Linked DNA regions of Triticum aestivum: region 2 is linked to region 1. Evidence: chromatin contacts called from public Hi-C data. All regions are on one chromosome and are shown on one strand. The core of a region is the stretch at or near the end of the contact, and the rest is flanking DNA. Distances in the headings are between cores, read along the strand shown. Region 1 holds the start of LOC123090927. Region 2 holds the start of LOC123089945 (7-methyl-GTP pyrophosphatase).

The links. Hi-C and Micro-C count contacts between places; a contact is called where the count stands out from the background.
Region 2: a contact with region 1 is called in a Hi-C map of leaf, with 7 times the contacts expected there. The contact joins the promoter of LOC123089945 here to the promoter of LOC123090927 in region 1. A contact is called at or near these places in 4 of 5 Hi-C or Micro-C datasets (leaf and root).

The regions. Positions count from the first base shown.
Region 1 is chr4B:48,135,943-48,141,321 of IWGSC CS RefSeq v2.1, reverse strand. LOC123090927 reads left to right here and starts at 2,096. Exons shown (of 2, transcript XM_044512282.1): 1 at 2,096-2,457; 2 at 3,695-4,011. The coding sequence starts at 2,203. The coding sequence ends at 3,787.
Region 2 is chr4B:48,382,526-48,387,904 of IWGSC CS RefSeq v2.1, reverse strand. It overlaps LOC123089945 (7-methyl-GTP pyrophosphatase), which reads right to left and starts at 1,660. Exons shown (of 10, transcript XM_044511474.1): 1 at 1,391-1,660; 2 at 1,178-1,249; 3 at 1,001-1,075; 4 at 814-900; 5 at 638-692; 6 at 461-552; 7 at 327-368; 8 at 87-167. The coding sequence starts at 1,426.

The DNA of each region.
Region 1 (5,379 bases), core at 847-3,346:
AGCCATGGCTCTGATTTCTTCACACAGCTTTGGATCAATTCCCCTGATGGTGGTGTATGGGAGGGTGGCGGAATCGTTCTCCGACGCTGGGTGGCAGTCGGCAGCGGCGAACGAGCAGGGTAGGGTTTGGTCTCTCCGGATCCAGATTAGGAGAGGGTGGGGATCGGGGTTAATATCATGTTCCCACAACTTCCCGTATTGCTCGCGTGAGGCCAGGTCGTCTTCCACGCCCCTCCCCCTTTCCATGTCAGCAAGCTTTTCCACCCCCCCCCCCACTGATAATGCTTTGTGGGCCTTGATTGTCATTCTCCGTAGCAGGATTAGGAGCAGAAATTCCTTCTTCAATTGCGCTCGATTTCAGAGAATGACGCTTTCGGACCATGATTGCACGATCAGGAGGGTCAATTTTTGCAACGAAGTTGAGGCAGCGCCGAGTTGTGTTTTGTTCTCCAGCCCATCGAAGCGGGGTGGCGAATTCAAACCTCTGATTCTCCAAATTTGACGAGGCAGAAATCCTCCGCTCCAATAGTGGGGTGGAGCCATGGCTTCTCGCTGACGAGATCAGCTCTGCAGCGACCAGAACGCTCGCCACTTCGCCCTTTGCTCTGGGATGTGCGAGTGCATCTCTGCCCTTGCCCAGGAAATCACCTCTTCCGGTGAGGAGGAATCCATGGGGATCATCCTGGCCATCTCTTCCTCTGTCGCCTCGACGCAGATCCGCGTCACCAACTTCTTCGGGGTGTCTCCACGCCCTGGCCTTCGCATCGTTCTCTCCATCCGCACGCGGTGGCTCTCCTCCATCTCCTTCTCCTCTGCTGAGATCCTCCCATCGCACGCGAGGACGCTCAGATCTGAGAATCTGAGGCGTCTCTTCATTCGCGGCTTTGCGGGGAGATGTCACTGGGGATATGGGGGCGGCGGCAGGCGTGCGTGCCGCGGTGGTGAGGAGCAGCGGTAGGCGTGTGCGTGGCGGCGGTGGCAGGTGCGGGGGTGCCCGGCGGCAGCGGTGGTGACGGTGGTAGGTGGATGTGGCCGTGGCGAGTGGAATCGCCAGAGCAGGCATGGCGAGTGGTTAACCGTTCAGTTGTGCAGTTTCCCTTCTTTCCTCAATCCTTATTATTTCTATTATTCTTGCCATCACATACGATGAATGGATTGAAAGTTTGTTTTGAAGTACTTACGTATATAGAAGGATGGAGGTAAGTAGGTAGCAATGTGCCATCACGTTTCCGGTGAGGAAGATAGATGAGATAGAGATGCCCGTCACGTTTGCCGATTCAAATTTCAAAAACGCGATCGCCGAATCCGGAGCGCAAACCAGAGCATCTTCTACCCAGAAAGATTGCCGTGCTGCTCCTCAAAACCGAGTCGCTAGAAACTTCCGTTCGATCCGAGCGCTCGGCGCAAGATCGGACGCTCCAAACCGCGCCGCGCACGGCAGGGCAGGCGGTACGTACAACCCTGCGCTGCGCTGCGCTGCCACCCTGTTCGCAGCTGCAGCCTTTAGCTGGCCCACACATCTTGACCCCTACGACCGGGTCACGCGATCACATCTCCCTCCCTTCTCCGCCTGCTACTACCCCTGTGTGTTACTCTTACTCCACGAGTTCGTACGCTGGGCCCGCCCTGTCATCGGCTCAGTAGCAGCCTTCCTCGCGTGAACCCTGTCGCAAACTCTGCTCGTCGATCACGAGCGCTGCACTGCCCGCCCGGGCCCACCCGCAACCGCCTCAGCAGGAGCCTGCAAAAGCCAGCATCCCGGGCCCACGCGTCAGCGAGGCCTTTCCGAGATTCTCTTGCCCAAGGAAATGAAACGCTCGTCTTCTCGGCTTCTCGCGCAAGAAGCAACGGGAAAACCCTGACAAAACCCCGAAGGCGCCGGCGCTGGCCCACCCGTCAGCCTAACGCGCGACGGCGCGAGGGCGCGCGGCCGCCGAAACGGGAAACCATGGGCCCCGCACGTCAGTGAGAGAGGGAGGGCGGCGGGCCCGCCTGTCAGAGAAGCTGCGCCGTGCCGTCCCTCCGCGGCTTTCTTTCGTGAATGCCAAGCCAGCGTCCGGCTGAGCTATAAAGCGAGCCCAGCGCCACCATTGCCCGGAGCACGAAAAGCTTTCTCCTCTCTCGGCTGGCTGGGTTGGTTGGTTGGTTGGTTCGTAGTGTAGTAGGTAGGCGAGGCGAGGCGAGGGGGTTCGGCCGTCGGTGATGGAGAGTAAGGAGAGCGGGGAGAGGATGGAGAAGGTGGAGGTGGGCGACGGCGGGAAGAAGCCGGAGGAGGGGACCAAGCAGGCGGCGGCGCCGGTGTGCTTCAAGAAGCCGGCGGGCGAGGACACCGGCATCCTGGAGACCACCAAGGACTACTTCAAGCAGCTCAAGGACACCAGCGCCGACACGCACTGGGACTGCATCAAGAACCGGTTCCGCGCCGCCGGCGACTACATCTCCAACAAGACCAGCTCGGTAACGCCTCCTCCTTCCCCTCCCCCTCCTCCCCGTTCTGTACGCACGCGCTCCTGCTTTGCCTTGTTCTGCTTCCATGTTTGCTTGCTGCTGTTCGATCTTGGCCCGTACGTGTCCTGTGCCTTTGCTCGCTAGATCGTGCGTCTTGCGGATTTCGTCACATGTGTAGTTCCTAGCCGTTTAATTTCGGAATTATTCGTCGCGTGCTGTTACGAAATGTTGCCACTTCGTTTCCCCCTTTTGTTCCTCGGATCGGAATGCATGTTCTTGTAGGAATCGTCCTGTTTTCTTTTCCTTTTGTTGTTGTTTGTTGTTGTTGTAGCAGCGATTTTCGCGAGATCTTTTTTGCACCTCTTGTCCTGCACGGAGAAGCATCTGGATAAATGTTTTAGGTAGGTGTGCTTCCGCTCGCCTGATTTTGAGGCTGTGTGGTGAAAACAACCATGTGAATGTGATGATAGTGCAGTGTGGATGAAGTGGCGATTCGTAGATCCTTGGACACTTACTTTTTCCCTCACGCATTTGGAGATTTCTTTTCCTAAGATTGTTATGCTTACGGACAATTCATTGTGCGATATATATATATAGGTGGCGATTAACCTGTACAGGCATCCGGATTTCCTGATTCTTGCTGTCAAAGTTGGGGTAACCTTGCCAGTTGCTGCCTCTGTAAGCATTAGTCAGTCTCTGTCCATGTAGATTTATTTTCAGTTTTGCTGGAGATTATCTTTTGCAACATTTCGTCCTGTGTTCAGAAATTTATTCTTGGAATCCTCTGCCCTTTTTGCCGTCAAATGCTTGTGATCTCTTGAGCTTGCTGTACTACTTGTTACAGTAACCGACATTTCGTGCTCTGATGCTATGTGTTGTATTAGTAATCTTGTTCTAAATGATAAGGATCCGTTCAGACTTCAGTCATTTGTTGTTGGATTCTGTTCTTATAGCGGCTCTGCTGCTGCATATGATTTGCTCTGGTTACTAATCATGCCACCCATTGTAGTTTCTTGCTGTGCTTCTGTATTTGTTCTGTTAATTCAGAATTCAGATAGGCTTCAGTTATGGATTCTGTTCTAAATTTCCCAATTCCAATAGCCTATCTGCTGCTATGTACTGATGCATCTGAATAGTAGTAGTATTATGATGGAATCTGAAATCTGATGGCCAATCTGCTACTGTTCGCTGATGCGTCTGGTTGAATCCGAGGGCTAACCCGTGGCTGCTTTGTGATGCGTGGCAGGTGTTTGGCAGGCAGAAGGTGGAGCCTGAGGCCAAGGAGGAGACCCCGGGGGCGAAGCCAGAAGGGGCACCGGCGGCAGCTGAGACTCAGTGAAGGCTTGTCCTGAGCTCGTGATCGTCTTCCATGAACCAACCTGAAGCTTCATTCACTGAGAGTTGCGAGGTCTTATCAGCCTGGAGTTTTTCTTTTCGCTTTGTCCTTGTGTTCGACTAGTTGGGGCATGGTTTGCCTGAGCGATTTCGCATTGTAAAAGACCCGTTCTGGCTGTGGATCTTAATCCGGTTGGCGCCGCCGTCATTTGCGGTGCGTTTTGGTGACATCTGTTTTGCCATCATCTGTGTTTCTCGAATGGAATGCAAGATCACTTGGTCATCAAGTTCTCTGTGCAATGCGATCTGGTCTTGTTCTGGTTCTTCTTGATGCTACCTACTTCCTGTTGATCTTCCGTGTTGCTCTATTTCAGCACTTCAGTGGCTGCGTGTTGTGAAGCCTTGGACGCAAAGATTTACTGTACACCGTTTTGAGGAAGCAAATGATTTGGTAGCCATTCATCACACTCTCCTTCTATGTTTCAAATTAACTTGAGCAGTTAAGCGTTGTGGTATAGAAGTGCCTCCGCCCAATAAGCAAGTCCAGAATATTGTCTGAAAAAGTTTTAAAATGACATGGCGACTGTTCCGTTCTCTCATTTTGGCAAATACTTTGGCGGGCAGCAGTGTCGTTTTAGGCAACTGTAGTGCTATGGACGAAATTACCTTTCCAAAGTTTTCAATGGAAGCACACTCCACTTTTTACTACTCCCTCCATATCAAAAAATAAGATGTTTTTTGCAGTTTAAATTGAACTGCAAAAACGTCTTAGTAGTACTGTATTAGAGAAGGAAATGTGAGAGGAGTTGAGTTCTATGACTACTGACTAATCCACTTTTCATGTGTCAGCTCATCTCCAAATGTCCGAGCGCCTTCATCAAGTACAGACGCATTCATGAGGATCTATATATTGGGAATTTGGCAAGAAAACTGCAACCCACTAGAACTCTGGCTCTTTTATTCCAACTTGACATTTGAAAAGCTTTCGATTCATTGAGATTGGGGTATTTGCTCAAGTTATTGTGAAGTTTTTGTCCACAAATCAACAGATCTTCATGACAACAATCTTGCCGTCATTCTTCATGGATTTGGGGAGCTCATTGCCTTGTCGCGCAACACCCTTCAAGTTATTGTGAAGTTGTTGGGAACTTTTCTTTCGGCGGGGACGAAACAAAGTGCTTGTCAAGCAACATAAGATTAACTTGGAGCTCTTGTGTCGTCCCACACGCCTTGCAGGATTGGGTATGCTCCGTCTTGAGAAATTTTTGACGGCTTCGCGTCTTAGATGGTCATGGTTAGAATGGAAAGACAAGCAAGCGCTTGGATACATACCCCCTAACCATTTTGCTATCTCTAAGGAGACAAATGATAATGTTAAGAGGGTGCCATATGGACAATTTTTTTATTAGCAGCATTAACACTTGTATGGGAATCAACATGGTTTGCCTGGTGTAATTCTTCTCCCTTTGGATGATGCTTCACGGCCGCCGGGGGGGGGGGGGGGGGGGGGGGGGGGGGGGGGGGGGGGCGAACAACACAAATAGTCAACGACATCAGTTGCAAGCTCACTTTGGACTCGTGTTATCATGCACAATT
Region 2 (5,379 bases), core at 411-2,910, 250 kb before region 1:
TCAGAACGGTTTAATTGATTTGCTTGCAGTCTGTCCACTGTTTTCAAAGCAGGAGCTGTAGGCTGAATATAGGTGAATCTGCTCACTAGTTCCTTGATGAAGGGCAGCACCGATGGATGCGTCAGCTTGAGCGCCCCGGCCACGCAGGTCATGTCTCGCTCCTTCACCTGCAACACAGGCCAGGAAAAGGATGCAGTCTTCTTATTCACCTACTGTTTTCCCAGCCATTTTGGGTACAGAAGTAGTGCATAACATCTTGACACAGGGATACAATTTTTAATTTTTTGGTCGTAATCTCCTAGGCTGTAGATGGAAAGGTTACTTACGATTTCCTCGATGAACTCGTGCGGTATGTGGTGGAAACAGATCTGCGGATGGGAATGCATGACCAAATCATTGTAGGTTCAGTCTATTTTTCCCGAGGGATGAAAGCAGCGAGTATAAGTTAATCTGGTAGTACCTCGGGTATATCCCAGCCCCCCTTTGTGCCTCCGGTGCTCAGGTTGGTCACCAGAACATAGTTCACCGCAAACGCTCGATCACCCGAGTACCCTGCCACAGCACCAGGCACGGAACGTCTCGCTGATTAGCCACCGTGTTCTTCGCGCAACCACGAGAAGGCGAAATGGTTACTTACCCCTGATGAATTCTCTGGCTTCTTCCGTGCTCCTCGGCCTCTCCCTGATCGCCCCCTTGCCGGAAAATCGATCGAACAATCAATCACGGCGCGCACGGATATACTACTACAAGTCAAGCTCCGGCAGCTACGGTTTATGCCTGAATTGATCTGAGTTGGTTGGTGTCCATATGTACCTGGTCTGAAGTGATCAGAAGGGTAGGCCGATCTCTGAAGTCCCCATCACCGCAGCCCTCAACAAGATTCAGTTTAATGGCGTCGGCCTACATGCCAAGAACAACCCAGGATTGTGTCACACGGTTCAAAGCAAACTACTAGAAGCATCAAGTCATTCTCTTCTGAGCTGCAGCAGCTAGTTGGTACCTTGGCTTTGGCTAAGGCCTTGACCAGCTCCTCCGGCTTCTCCCTCCTGATGGCCCTCTCGTCGATGTCAGCGCTCTGGCAGCACACACACACCAAATACCCACTCCATCAGCAAGCAGGTCAAGATCAGGATGAGGTGGATCTAAAAGCTTGATCGGCAAGTGGAGGGTACTCGACCTTGGTGGTGAACTGGTATCCCATATTCGACAAGATCGCGCGGCGTGCCGGAGACGACGACCCGAGTATGATCTTGAAGAAATCCCATGAAAAAGCAAGTGGCTCAGAAGAGATGAAGCGCGGCCAATAATCGACGGATTCTCCTTTGCAAATACTGGAAGAGATCGTAGGTTGATAAATGATACTACGAGATACTTATGTATTAATGTATACCTTGAATGATGGGGAGTTGTTGGAGCTGGAAGCCATGTCTGGCTCTTCTCTTGCGGGGCTCAGCTGAGGATTCTGAACCGTGCGGAGGCTCTGATCCGAGGCTGTTAAATAATCCTGCTGCTTCCTTGGATTCCAAGTATCCAAGCCTAGCTGATTAGAGTTGGAAGTACTACTACTTGATAATTATAACAAAGGGGGATTAAGGGTTGATCATCGGTACTAATTTATTTAGTGCTTTTGACGGTTGACCATTGTACGCGGCTGTGTGGAGTGGAGTGCGGCATGAGACTTTTCCTGGAACGTTATCCTGTGCTCCCTTCCTTTTTATTTGTCCGCATATTACTTTTGACTGAAATCAAATTTTATCATAGAAAATAATATGAAAAATTACAATAAAAATTCTAATGATGTGAAAATATATTCAATGATGAATTTAATGGTACCGATTTGGCATTGTACATGTTCATATTTTCTCCATAAAATTGATCGAAGTTTGTAAAGTTTGACTTTAGGAAAAGCTAATATGCGGAGTAATTAAAAATGAAGGGAGTAATAAAAGTTTGCTGATCATTTTTGCGAGTATATAACAAACAACACTTAATCTATTTAGTTGAGTTACCTGTCAAATCCCAGCAAAAGGAAAAGATTTACCTGTCAAACGAGCGCTGACAAGAGTCATATTTGTATTCCATTGATTATTCCCTTTTGTAATGAAATGTTTTTTTAACACATTGTAACGAAATATAGAATATTGTCTACCTTCTAACTATTTTTTTTACTAAAGCGTATCCTTCAAAAAATGTGGAGCATGCGAACCAACCTGTGGTTGGATGGTTAGAGGGACTGTGGTATCCCCAGCCCACTAGAGTTCAAATCCTGGTGCTCGCATTTATTCCTGGATTTATTTCAGGATTTCCGGCGATGCGCATTCAGTGGGAGGAGACGTTCCAATCGACGACGAGGTGCCTACGGTGACTTCGTAAATTTCAAGATGATATGCGGCTCAGTCTTTCGGAGGTGCTCATAAAGGTAGGGTGTGCGTGTGTGCGTTCATAGGGGTGAGTGTTTGCGCATGTATATGAGCGCTTGTGTCTGTATTGATGTTCAAAAAAATATGGAGCATAAAGCGGAGGCTCATATACTATTAAATTGTTTTTTTAGAAAAAAAATGGTGCGACATCTATATCATCTATATCAATATAAAAAAAGCGAGTTGTAGAGATCCAACAAATATCACGCGTTCAACCTAACGGTGTATGTCACTTCGGTGTTTAGCTTAAATATGTTTAGCACTAAACATGTTTAACATCCTTCACTAATTAGTATCAACGTCATCATCAACCAAGTAACTGTATCCTAAGTAATATTTACATGCAATGTGTGATAATGTCCGCGTATCCCCATTCATTGGCATTGTTTGTGCGCCAGAATACTCTGCCATTTCTTTGCTTCCAAAGGTTCCAGCATATCAAGATGACAAGCGAGTGTAACCTTTGCGGTGCCTTGAATCCGACCACCATGCTTTCAGCCAATCTTGCACCGTTGGCAGAATATAAAGATCGATACCTAAACGCCTAAAGCACAAGAACCAGACTTGGCGAGCGTAAACGCACTGCAACAGGATGTGGTCCACCGTGTCCTCTTCTTGGTCGCAAAGGAAACACGGCGAGCTCTGATTTGAAGGCCATGTCGGTGCCTTCTATCTGATGTCCAAAGGCGATATTGCAACGCTAACCATATGAAGACCTTACAGGTTAGAGGCGCCCAACATCCTCAAATTGCCGAGGAACATTGAAACTGAATGCCACCCTCACAGAGCATCTTATACGCGGAGCGGGCCGAGTAAATCCCACTGGAGTTCCACTACCAAATGGGTTTGTCCTCAGTCTCAGGAACAAGGCTCATTCCTATGATCAGTTCCCAGAGCCGGAAGAATTGCATCAGGCCATCAGTGTTCATTTCCCCAACAATGTCTGAAGTCCATGAATGAAGGCGCAGAGCATCCTTAACCGTTCTCCTATTCACCACTTGGGTCTTGATCATGGCCCATACCATCGGTGCTATCTCAGCGACATAACTTCCATTAATCCATCTGTCCTTCCAGAACAGCACTCGTCTCCCATTACCTAGCTCCCATTTGACCATGCTGTTAAATGCTAAGGCCACCTGTTTATCTGTCGTAAGGCTCAATCCTTGCCATGGTCGGAGGTCATCCATGCGCTTGGGCCACTCCCAGTGAAGGCGGAGCGCAGTCCCTTGCTTGTATAGGTTCAAAACGCCTAATCCTCATAAATATTTTGGCCTGCACACACGCTGCCAAGCGACCAGACATTTTCCGCCATGTAGCTCTTCCGTCCCAGCCTAGAAGAACTTTTTGCATCCTTTGCCAATCTTCTCTAAGGCCCACTTGGATGCATCCGCCATGATCAAATGGTGGGCGGGTCGCACCTGAACAACGTGATTGATAAGAATTAGTCGCCCGGGCCTGGTGATCAGTCCTCTTTGCCATCCCAGCATCAGCTTGAGCATTGCATCCACAGTCGGTTGCCAATCTGACCTCTTGAGTTGCTTGAAACCCAACTACATGCCTAAATACTTGATCGGAAACGTCTCCATCTTCCATGGCAACACCTCTTTCATCAACTCCTGCTCTTCCTCTGTGGCTCTAATCATGATAGCCGAGGACTTAGTGTAGTTCATCACCAGTCCAGATGCCTCTCCAAAGATACCAAGAGTTTCCTTCACAAATAGCATATTCGACCGTGTCGGCCTGATGAACAGAACAATGTCATCTGCGTATAATGACAGCCGCTGCATAGGCGTGCAGTCTGGCATCCTGCTAAGAACTTGCAGCTCTTGAGCTTTGACAATCATCTCAGTAAGCACATCCATAGCAATGACGAAGAGGAGAGGAGAGAGAGGGACTCTCCTTGACAAAGCCCTTGCGCGTGCATAAATTTCTCTCCCGCACAACCATTGACTACCACTCTGGAGCTGGCCGAGGTAAGCAGAATTGCGATCCAAGAGATCCAGCTTTCAGAGAATCCTTTGGCACGGAGAACCTCGAACAGAAATGGCCAGGATAGAGGATCAAAAGCCCTTGATATGTCAAGTTTCAGCAAGACTCCTTTAGTTTTCCTCTAATGCAGCTTACGGGCCATTTGCCTTACTAGCAAAAAATTGTCATGGATGCTTCTTCCCTTGATAAAAGCTGACTAATTGACATTCACCAGCTCTGCCATGCGTATACTCAGTCTGGATGCAAGTAATTCGGAGGCAATCTTGGGCACACTATGAACCAGGCTGATTGGCCTAAAATCCTTGATATGGCATGCATCCGGTTTCTTAGGTAACAGTGTGATCAGGGCCTGATTTAATCTACCAAAGCCTCTACCATTGTTGAGGAATAGTTTGTGGATGGCAGCAATCACGTCACCCTTGACAATATCCCAACCTTTTTGGAAGAAGATTCCAATAAAGTTGTCCGGTCACGGGGCCCTATCTGAAGGCGTGTCTTTGATTACTTTCCAAATTTCTTCCTCATAGAAGATAAGATCCCGACCCGAGAGATCGAGATACACCAACAAGTTCCAGATCAACCGTATGTGCCGGAGCTGTTGATCTGCCTAGAAGATCTCTATAGGCATCGAAGAAAGCATGCTCCTTGCCCTGCTGATCCGCAATGACGTGTCCGTCCACGTTGATGGCTGGGATAATTTTTTTGGACTTTCTGCCATTGGAAATCAACTGAAAGAGCTTAGTGTTGCCGTCTCCATCCTGTAACCAGTTCATCCTAGACCTCTGTCTGGCAATCGTCCTCTCCAGCGATGCGAGGCCAAGCACTAGTATCATTCAGTGCAAGTACACATTTACTAGTATCAGTTAGTGTCAAACTATTTCTTAAATAATAAAGCGAACGGATAACAAAGAAAACAGAAAGGAAAACTAGATTTGAAGATAGGTCTAAAGAGGTGTCATAAGATTGTAAG